Regions from separate parts of the Sus scrofa genome. Here all the other regions are linked to region 1. A link is a contact called in public Hi-C and HiChIP or PLAC-seq data. All regions are on one chromosome and are shown on one strand. The core of a region is the stretch at or near the end of the contact, and the rest is flanking DNA. Distances in the headings are between cores, read along the strand shown.

The links. Hi-C and Micro-C count contacts between places; a contact is called where the count stands out from the background. HiChIP or PLAC-seq counts read pairs in DNA pulled down with a chosen protein or histone mark.
Region 2: a contact with region 1 is called in a Hi-C map of liver, with 2.9 times the contacts expected there. The contact joins two enhancer-like sites. A contact is called at or near these places in 1 of 47 Hi-C or Micro-C datasets (liver) and 1 of 2 datasets of contacts at active chromatin or transcription factors (skeletal muscle).
Region 3: a contact with region 1 is called in an H3K27ac HiChIP or PLAC-seq map of skeletal muscle, with 3 times the contacts expected there. The contact joins two enhancer-like sites. A contact is called at or near these places in 1 of 47 Hi-C or Micro-C datasets (skeletal muscle) and 1 of 2 datasets of contacts at active chromatin or transcription factors (skeletal muscle).

The regions. Positions count from the first base shown.
Region 1 is chr1:111,315,100-111,318,318 of Sscrofa11.1, forward strand. The region is part of intron 2 of RORA (nuclear receptor ROR-alpha); the gene reads left to right. Among named protein-coding and RNA genes, the nearest start is that of ICE2, 170 kb to the right of the region's middle. Within about 2 kb of position 1,617, at least 15 of the 83 cell types and tissues checked have an H3K27ac peak or open chromatin away from gene starts, as enhancers often do. A contact at or near this core is called in liver and skeletal muscle, where this site is marked.
Region 2 is chr1:111,093,434-111,096,652 of Sscrofa11.1, forward strand. All of the region lies in intron 1 of RORA (nuclear receptor ROR-alpha), which reads left to right. Among named protein-coding and RNA genes, the nearest start is that of RORA, 380 kb to the left of the region's middle. Within about 2 kb of position 1,573, at least 3 of the 83 cell types and tissues checked have an H3K27ac peak or open chromatin away from gene starts, as enhancers often do. A contact at or near this core is called in liver and skeletal muscle, where this site is marked.
Region 3 is chr1:111,136,905-111,140,123 of Sscrofa11.1, forward strand. All of the region lies in intron 1 of RORA (nuclear receptor ROR-alpha), which reads left to right. Among named protein-coding and RNA genes, the nearest start is that of ICE2, 350 kb to the right of the region's middle. Within about 2 kb of position 1,522, at least 2 of the 83 cell types and tissues checked have an H3K27ac peak or open chromatin away from gene starts, as enhancers often do. A contact at or near this core is called in skeletal muscle, where this site is marked.

The DNA of each region.
Region 1 (3,219 bases), core at 367-2,866:
TGAAATGGCCATTCGAAATTCTGGAAGGGATAGTGGACTTGATGGACATGTTGTACCAACTTTAAAAAAGATTGAAGGGAGGGGGGGCCTTCTGGGGTGGAAGCCTTCTCGTGTTCTTGAGAGTATTGATGTTACGGGGAAGGAAGGCGAGGTAGGGCATACACATCAATTTTGTACCGTACAAAGGTTGCATACTTTGTATTAGCAAAGTATATTCCTTCATAATGCCAAAAAGGGAAGTTTTTCAACGTAGACAGGAAGACTTTCTAAGGTCCAAAGGAAGCCAAGTGGCTCTTCGCGTAGCAAGGCATGTGCAATGTGTGGAAGACCTGTTCTTGCTGACATAAGGATAAACCTTCCTGAGCTCTTCTGCAGAGGCAAACAGCATTGATATTTAGGCGATTCTGGGGTGTGCATCGTTCAGACTTGACTCTTGGGGCGACAGTAGCTTTCTCATCTCTTGCTTCTCTGATGTGAACTTGCACCATATTCAGAATGAGAATTACACTTTCCCACCTAATTCCAACATGGAGGGGTTTTTTTGTTTTTTTGTTTATTTGTTTGTTTGTTTTAGTTTTGGTTTTTAGAGCTGCACATGCGGCATATGGAGGTTCCCAGGCTAGGGGTCCAATCAGAGCTGTAGCTGCCAGCCTATGCCGCAGCCACAGCAATGCCAGATCCGAGCCGTGTCTGCAACCTACACCAAAGCTCACAGCAATGCCTGACCTTTAACCCACTGAGCAAGGCCAGGGATCGAACTTGCCACCTCATGGATACCAGTCAGATTAGTTTCCACTGCACCACAACAGGAACACCCAACATGGAGATTTTTAAGACGAGACCTCTGTGTATTTCCTTGAAAATATGGGGGCAGAGTAACAACGACCAAACTGTCAACATTCCCCTCTGCCTTATGCCCACTCCCTGATCAAAATTCCTTTCCTATTCTTCTCCAGAAGTTTCTCTTTCTTCTGGCCAATAATAATAATATGCTTTGTTAGGAAGGACGTAGTTAGGAGTTAATGTGAGATGTTGGAAAGGCTTCAGGCATTAGTGACAGAAAGACCCTAGTGTGCATCTTAGCTTTTCTGTGTATTTGTTGTGTAACTTTGGGCCTAATCTCCAAGCCTCAGTTTTCTAATTTGTCAAATGGGAATAGAAGCACCACCCAAAACATTGTTATGAGCGTGAAGAACTGAGAACTGAAAAGCAATAGGTTTATAAAGCAACAATTTTGTTTGTGATGGGTTGCTGTTGTCCCTCTCTCATTCTGGAAGATTGCTGGCTGAAAAATTCAGCTGTACCCTATCCTCCTCCCCAGGGACCAGCAGAAAATGACAAGCCCCTTCTGAGTGGAAACCTTCCCTCAGGTTCCACAAATAGCCTCTCGCATTGTACGAGAGGAGGCTTTCTCATCATGGGCCTGTTCACACCACGGGAAAGCTTTCTCTCCCTCTCCCTGTGGAATTTCTGTCTCCAGTTTTTGAGATCTCTTGGCCTCAAGGACAGAGCAGTGGTTTGGAAACAAATTCAAATGTGAGTGCTTCCCCTCCCCCATGCTGGGTGTGAGATGTTCGGGCCTCCTGTTCTGAAGATAATCTGTGAGTAACCTGAAGTTGGAATGCCCTCCTGAGGTCGGTGTATAAAAGCCAGCAGCATAAATAGGAACTGAGGCTGAAGTAAGCACAAATGTTCTCGAACAACTTCAATAGAGACAGTCTTGTTTGATCCTCTCCAAACTTCCTGAAACCCAGCTGAATATTTGTTTGTTTTGTGGTTGCTCAACTTTTTTTTTTTCGGGCCTTGTCGTGCATGGCTGTTGGTTTCTCTGTTTGAAAGGAAAGTGCTTTTTCTCAGTAATGATGCTTGCACTCTGAACTCTGCAATACCCACTTCTAAAGGCCATTTCATCATAAAGATAAAGTTCTGCTAACTCTCAGGTCCCAACAGATAAAGGATGTGGCCAGTTACCATGACTCGTGCTTCCCTCCTTTGTCATTTGGGGCACACACCTAAAAGCGTGTGAACAGAAAGTTTCTAGATTTGTTTTCACGTTGAAGATTTGAGCCCACAAGGGGAAAATATCAACGTAAATGACTATGCAAAAGTGACAAAATAGCATTTTGACCTTTCAGTTGCCAGAGACACAAAGGCCAACTTAAGGTGAGTTTGCTGTTCTCTTGATTTTTGAGGAAACTACTGGTAATTAGCATTATTCTTTTTTATTTTATTAACCGTGGAACCTCAGGGCCCCAACTGCCCAGTCCATGTTAGACGGGCAGCCCAAGAACAGTACCTGGAGAAAACACCCAGGGACAAAGCAGGGGGACCCCTTGCAGAAAACAGGGATGGAGGCTGGTCCTTCCTTTTGGCCTCCTTTCTGGTAGATGTGTAGCAACACCGTAAAACCAGAATCTGATGTCAAGCTAATTTACAGCTCCTGAGACAGAATGTTCTGAAGTTGGAAGAGCTCATGAATGGCGTATGTCAGGACTGAGGTGCTTGGCAGAGTTTTCAGATACATGTAGAGGCTTTTTCTATACCTTTTATCCAAACTGTTAGTGTCCCCAGGGTTTCTGGGTGTCACAGGGTCCCTCAAAGTATGGGAGACAGCATAAGGCCATGACAGCAATAGCCAAATCTCCTATCTGTGGCCTGCAAATACACGGGAAGTTTGCCCAGTGTCAGACGCGAGAATCTTATATGCCATGATTTTTTTTTTTCCTGGAAGCAACTGGAAACCAACTGAGTGACACTTAAGTCCTTCACCTGCTACATTACTGTAGCCAGTGGGTGTGTGCCAAAGTGGTACCAAGAAGGGCTCTCATCTGAACAGCCGCAAGAGTTACGACCCTGGCTTGGAGCAGAATGTTATACAATGTTCAGAGTCATGGCAACTTGAATGTGGCAGCAGTGTCTGTTTCTGAGATTATGAGCGCTTCATGGCCAAGTGCACCTGTGTTGAGAGTTGACCTCAGAGTGGGATATAGATTGAGAAGCCTCTCTTTTGGAGCTAACAGTTCATTCAAGCTCCTTTAATAGCTAGATATTTAAGTGTTAGAATTAACTCTAGCACTGCTTTCCATCCTCCATATATTGACTATAAGATATACGGAATCACTGAAAGCTTCCTTTCTCCCCAAAAAAGAGAGGGGGTGCTTAGAGCCAAAAGGATGTTTCCAGAGTGTCTTTTGTCTCCCATTTTCTGAGTGTATAAAA
Region 2 (3,219 bases), core at 323-2,822, 220 kb before region 1:
TATCATGATCAAATTAAAGAATCTACAGATTATATAGAACACAAAAGATTAACTTTTTTCATTTTGATCTGGGCATCCTGGCAGCCAAAGCAAAAGGGGAGCTACTCTGTCAGGGCATCAGGTCACAATGCTTAATAACAAAATGATCATCAAAATGGGTAGCTATATTCCTAAAATTAAATAGTGAGAGAAATCTCTCTCAAAGGACTTCACATAGGGAACACTGAGAGGCTGACTTAGTTCTAGTCTCAGCAGAATTCCTCTTGGAGATGCATTAATATTCTAAGTGTGGTAGTTTTTGCAGCATCTTTTGTTAGAACCCAAGAGCATTAAAATAAATGTGGCAAACAGGGCAAACAGGTCAAGTATCTAGTGTATGGCCTTCAGTCTATATTCCCCTCACAACATAAAACATTGCCTCTGGCACAAAGGATCTTCATTATAAATCTCGGGTATTGAAACATAGAGACATGACTGAGTCTCAAGACTGTAAATGTTAAGCATGTGCAAACAGGGACTCTTCTGAGATTCAAAGAGAGAATCCATCCCTGGGGGCTGAGCCTTAAAGGGGTCATTTCTAGGAGGGGTGGGCCTTTGGACTGAGCTGGACTGAACGTGTTGGGAAGGAGACGGATGACAGATGAGTCAGGCTAAAATGACTGATTTGATTTACACCTTTTCCTTAAACTGAATGGTGCCTTATTTTCATGGTCCTGTGGAGGATACTCACCCTTGGCATCAACTGAAAAGTGCAACGGCAGGACGTTCATGGGCTCTGGCCAAGGAGCCATCAGCAATCCCATTACCAAGGCTGAGAGTGAGTCTCATAAGGCAGATTTGGCTTCAAACAGCCGCCACAGCTCTGTTTTCATAAAGTAATTTCAGTTGTTTGCCCAGTTACTATTAATAAGCCCAGGGTTATGAGATTCTACTTATCAGAGCACAAAGGTATTAGAGTGATGGGATGTTCAAGCCCAAACAGACCTTGGAGATCATTTCGTTCTACCTCCACCCTTGACAAATGAGGAAATGGACATGCAAGGACCTGGAGGGCCAGGGTGCAGATGTACAGACTGCCTGGAACCCAGTTTCTCTGACACCTAGCTCTGTACACAGTTCATCAGACCTGCCTGACATCTTCCTGCCTCATCTTTGAGAACTGGGAGTGTGGTAGAAAGAACGTGGAACCAGGCACTGGGAAATCTAAGATGGAAACACATCTTCATTCATTTTATCTTGAGTTTCTCTAGTCTCTTATCTTTCTGCCCACCATAGCAAGTTCATGGTGCAAGTGGATGCCTGATAGTGTTCCCAAAGGAAGAGATGAGATTAAAGCAACGTGTTCACAGTCCTGGTAGCTCCATGGTCCTTTTGAATCAGTCCAAACTTGGGACAAACCCAGTGCTAGTGGTACCTGGTGGGCTCTGACTTTGAATATGTATTCTAACCTCACTCACGGGGAAGCTTCCCTGGACTGTTGCAATGCCTGAGTAAATAGATACAAAGTGCAAGTTCACACACAAGGCCTGGCTCTGAGATCCTCTTGACTGTGCTCATGCTTCCTGCCCTCCTAATAGATCACATGTAAGGCCACGTGCATCACTAAAACACATGAATCATTCAGAACTCCGTGTAGTCAGAGCGTAGAATGATCTAAGGTTCCTAATTTACTTACCTCTTTCCACTGAATAAGCCAGCCAGCAGGTCTCATTTCCATTTCTCTTCAACTATCCAAACACCCATTTTCACCTACATGGAACCTTCTACTGGCCCAGGGACAAATAAATCACATTTTGAGTGGTCCCAAGATGATTCAGCTTTACAAAAAAAGAAAGGATGGCAACATGAAGGACATTTGCTGTGTTGGGCTGTCACCATGTCCCCATCGGAACTGTGAAAAATTATGGCCAATAAAATAACATTTTTCAAAATGTGACACTACCCTTAAATTTATTTTGAAGACAACATTTGAGGGAAATTCATTCTTCAAGCACTTAACAGCCCATCATAAATGAATTGCATTACTAGTTTATAATAGGATAATTGTTTGGTCTCAGCAGTCATCTTTACAAACTCTAGCGTAAATTTTCTCTTTCTTTTAAATCATCTCAAAATATTAGCACGTATACCTCCCCCAGCATCCTACTACGTCCTCTCCACCTCTTCCTACAAATATAGAGATGATTCTGATTGGTTGGCATGCCGAATTTCCTGGTTATTCTTTTGTGATAATGAAAAAAAAAATTGAAACAAAAGCAGCTCATATTGATTGCAGTTGACTGCTAGATAGTGTTCTAAACAGTTTACTTATATTATTTAATCTTCCTAACAATCCAGTAATGTAGATGACATTATTATGCCAATTTTACAGATGAGAAAACTGAGGCAGAGAAAGCAAAAAATAAATAGTATCCCCATTTATGAGGTTTCATGAATATAGTTTTCATAGACCAGGTTTCCTTAAATCAGGATGGGTTTGAGTGCTATTTCTTTTATATAACATCAAATATAACTATCATCTTTAACTATTCCCAAGTTTAAGAAGTGAAGAACAGAAAACTATTAAGTATAGTACCTATTGAGTAAAGACCAACAAAACAATGTCTTTGGAAAGGAATTCTTTTCTCTCTGCTTTTTTTTTAATGAATGATTCCGTTGGGTTACTTGTGTTTATTGTAGTGTTAGGATGACCTTACTGTGACAGGTACAAGTGTTTTCATTGTTTTGCTCCTAAAGAGTCAGGACACCTGGGTGCCAGCCCTAGTTCTGTTGCTAATTATCTGTGCTGTATCGGGTAGGTCCCTTGTCTTTCTGAATCTCAGTCTTCTCAATTGCAAAAGTTTATCCTACAATCCCAGCATTCCCAGAGGTTGTACTGACATGCAGCACCTTACAAACTAATCATGAAGATGAGGAGGGGGAAACCACCCATCGTTCATGCACAGCCTTCGACACAAACAAAACTCAGCCTTGCATCTCAACCTGTCTGAAGGGAGAACAGTGTAATTGGACTACAGAGAGGGAAAAACCTGTATGAAAGCTTAATAATAACAATAACCAAAAAAAGGCAGTCTTGAGGCATCACGACACTAAAAGCTCATTAAGATCTCTGTCCCAGCTATTACACTTCTAATTGAACAGTTACACAAATAGATGTACAATACAATTGTGACTCTAATTAAGGCTCTGACCTCAGAATCTAGTAAAAGCTTGTACAGT
Region 3 (3,219 bases), core at 272-2,771, 180 kb before region 1:
CCAACTCATCCTGTGCCCTCTCTCTGTGGATCTTTTCCTTGGCTCTTCCCTGAACCTGAATCAGGACAGCTGATCTGACCAGAGCTCATGCATGTCAGCATTCAATATACCTGCATAGTTGAAATCATACTTCCCTATTTACTAACTGACCTTATCTGCTTTATAATTCCGTATCAATAAGCTCTGTTTTCACATCAATTTAAAGGCCAGGAACGCCATCTTAAATGTCATTATTTTTCACGAAATGCTTATTAATAGGCTGGCTGCCCCAAAGCTACATTAATAAATAGTTAGGGACCTGACCTAAAGCCGCAGTCTTATCTTAAGCACAGGCAGTCTTTGGGCCAAAGTTATTACATTGATTTTTTTTCTTGTCAATATTGATTCTTCACTTCTTTTTTGTCTTTTCCTTTTCCTGATAGTTGTCTAAAATTTCCTAGTTGCCTCCTACCTAGAGTTGAACTTACTTGCTTGTTTCTGAAAGAGATAAAGCATGTGTTATAAATGCCTGCATTCTACTCAATACGGCTACAGCAATGAAAATTTTGATAATACATCTCTCTTGCCTCTACATACCTAGCATTCATTCATTCGTTGAATCTAAATTTGTTAAGCCCTCCCCCTCACTCCCACTGAGCCCACCATATGTCAGGCATTCTGAGTAAGACAGCAACCATGGTCAGAACCTCCATTCATGAAGCATGCCTTCTGGAGGCGGGGATAGTCAAGGACATTAAATCATTAAAGAAATAATTGCTGACTGTTAGGAAAACTAACAGCAGAGTACTAGGAGAGAAAATGATCGAAGGCACCTAATGTGGAATCTGGCTTTCTAGCAAGTCCCCAAGTTATGCTGCTGGTTTGAGGACCACCCTCTGAGAACCCCTACTCTAGTATATTATGAGTGGAGGACATTTCGCTTGCCTTAGGGATTATCTCAGCACACATTAGAAGCACTCGGAAACCTTTAAAAAATGATGATGCCTGGCCCTTAAAAAACAGTAAGAGAAGAATTCCCTTGGGAGTCTCTGTCTGAACCTGACTAGTATTCATGAGGATGTGAGTTCTATCCCTGGCCTCACTCAGTGAGTTAAGGATCTGATGTTGTCATGAGCCACAGATGCAGATCAGACCCCGTGTTGCTGTGGGTGTGCTGTAGGCCGGCAGCTATAGCTCTGATTCAACTCCTAGCCCAGGAACCTCCATATACCATGGGTGCAGCCATAAAAAGGACAGGAAAAAAAAAATAAGAGAGTCTGTTATCATTCTGGGCTGGGAGACTGGGCATCTGCATTTTCAAAGGCACCTCACGCACGTCAGGGATAAAGAAGTACTGATGCTAGATGGCACCAGGAAGGGAGAGTGTTGCTTGCCGAGCGCTGGCTACAGTATATATCCTTGGATAGTTTGCAACTCAAATGCTGACTCACTCACTCATCCGTCAGCCTAGTGGTGGGGAGTTCTGCCTTCTTTCAGTGTGGGTCTCACAAGTCCCCAGTTGCAATATGATTCTGTCATTTGACCCACCCGTCATATGAAAGAACTGGATCTTGACGGCCTTGCCTGCTGTGAATTTGAGCTCCAGCATGGAGTGTTTCTAGTAAACTTGAGTCATGGACGGTTGGACTCTCTCACCCCGAGCCAAGGAGCCTGGGACAAGTGGGAGGTGGGGAATGGGCTGACTCGTGGTTCTGTGGTGGTGCAGCTGGAGTCAGGAGACCCAGGTTTACTTCCAGCTCTGCTCCAATGAGGTGGAGACTTTGGCAAGTCATCTGCCTCCTTGGGCTACAGCATCTTTGATTGCAGAATGAGGGCAATTGAACTAGGAGATCACCATCCTTTTTTTAAATGATCAAATTCGAGCCATTCTCATTGGGAAGGGAACACAAAACTGAAGTTCCATTTCCTCCTTGATAAAATTCAAGTTGGACTTGTTGACTTGTAAGTCTGTTGTCAGCCCCAAGCCTTGTGATTCTATCCATAATGACATTGAAAGGCACTGTTGTGAGAATGTAAGACATCTTACTTAGTCCTCACAATGAAACAATGAGATGGATTCTGGTATTATCATCCATTCTATAGATGAAGAAACTGAGGAACCAGGAGGCTAAGTAACTTTCCCAGGCTCGCACAGATAATAGGTGGAAGGGTTGTATTCTGACCCAGTTCTGCAGCCTGGGGGCCCCTAACTGCCAGACTGTTTTACTCAGACACCTTGTTTCACTGCTCTGACCCTCGGTTTCTCTAGCAATAAAATCAAGATTTGGACTGAATGGTCTCGCAATGCCTTTTGGCTCCAACATGCAATGCTTCTGTGGCTGCTTCCTCTTTCTCATTTGTTCCTATTTCCTTTATTTATTGAGCAAACTTTGAATGAGCTCTTACTATGGAATTCAGGAGTCAGACTGCTTGGATTCCATTCCTAACCTAATCCATCCAACCCCTTACTCGCTGTGTGACTTTAGACTTTGTGACCTAAACTCTTTGGCCTCATTTATTTGCATGGGATTAATGCAAGTGTGGCTCCTGGAGAGTTGTTATGAGGATGAGGTGGCACATGGCCTGAAAGCAGCTAGCACAGGGTCTGCCCAATAACAGGGACTCAGTGAGTGTTTCTATCAGCATCATGAGGACCCCACACTAGCTGCTAGGGATGCAAAGATGAATAAGACACAGTCCTGGGCAATGTAGAGCTCATAGCCTAGGCTTGGAGGAAAGATGAATACAAATGATTGGAGTATGACAGGAAATAATAAGCATGTCCCCAAGCCTCTGGGAAAGGCAAGTGGAGGGAGGGGTTATTTCAGGGGCAGGGTGTAAACGTGCTGAGTGATCAGAAGCCTTTGGGTTACTTTGGTGGTGGGAAAAAGGTTTAGAAGGCTGTCCTTTTCTTGTGAGCCCCCGCCTTTCCACAAGGCCGATGGTTTTAAGCCCCCCCAGCACTAGGACCTGGGCAGTTCAGGGAGTGAAGCACAGAGGCTAGAAGCCCCCAACCCAAACAGCCAAGAAGCAGATCGCATCATGCTGATCAGAGGAACAAATCAGAGGCCACCCTGAAGGAAAGGGCCAACTGCAGGGAGCAGGGGGTAAAGGGAAGCTTCAGCAAGGTAGGAGCTGGCCGGAGGGGGGTACCCACCACCACCAGTGATCAAAGAACCTGGAGGCACTGAAGGCATCTTCAGTGGAGGATAAACGCCTTGTACAGACAACTGGTCCTAC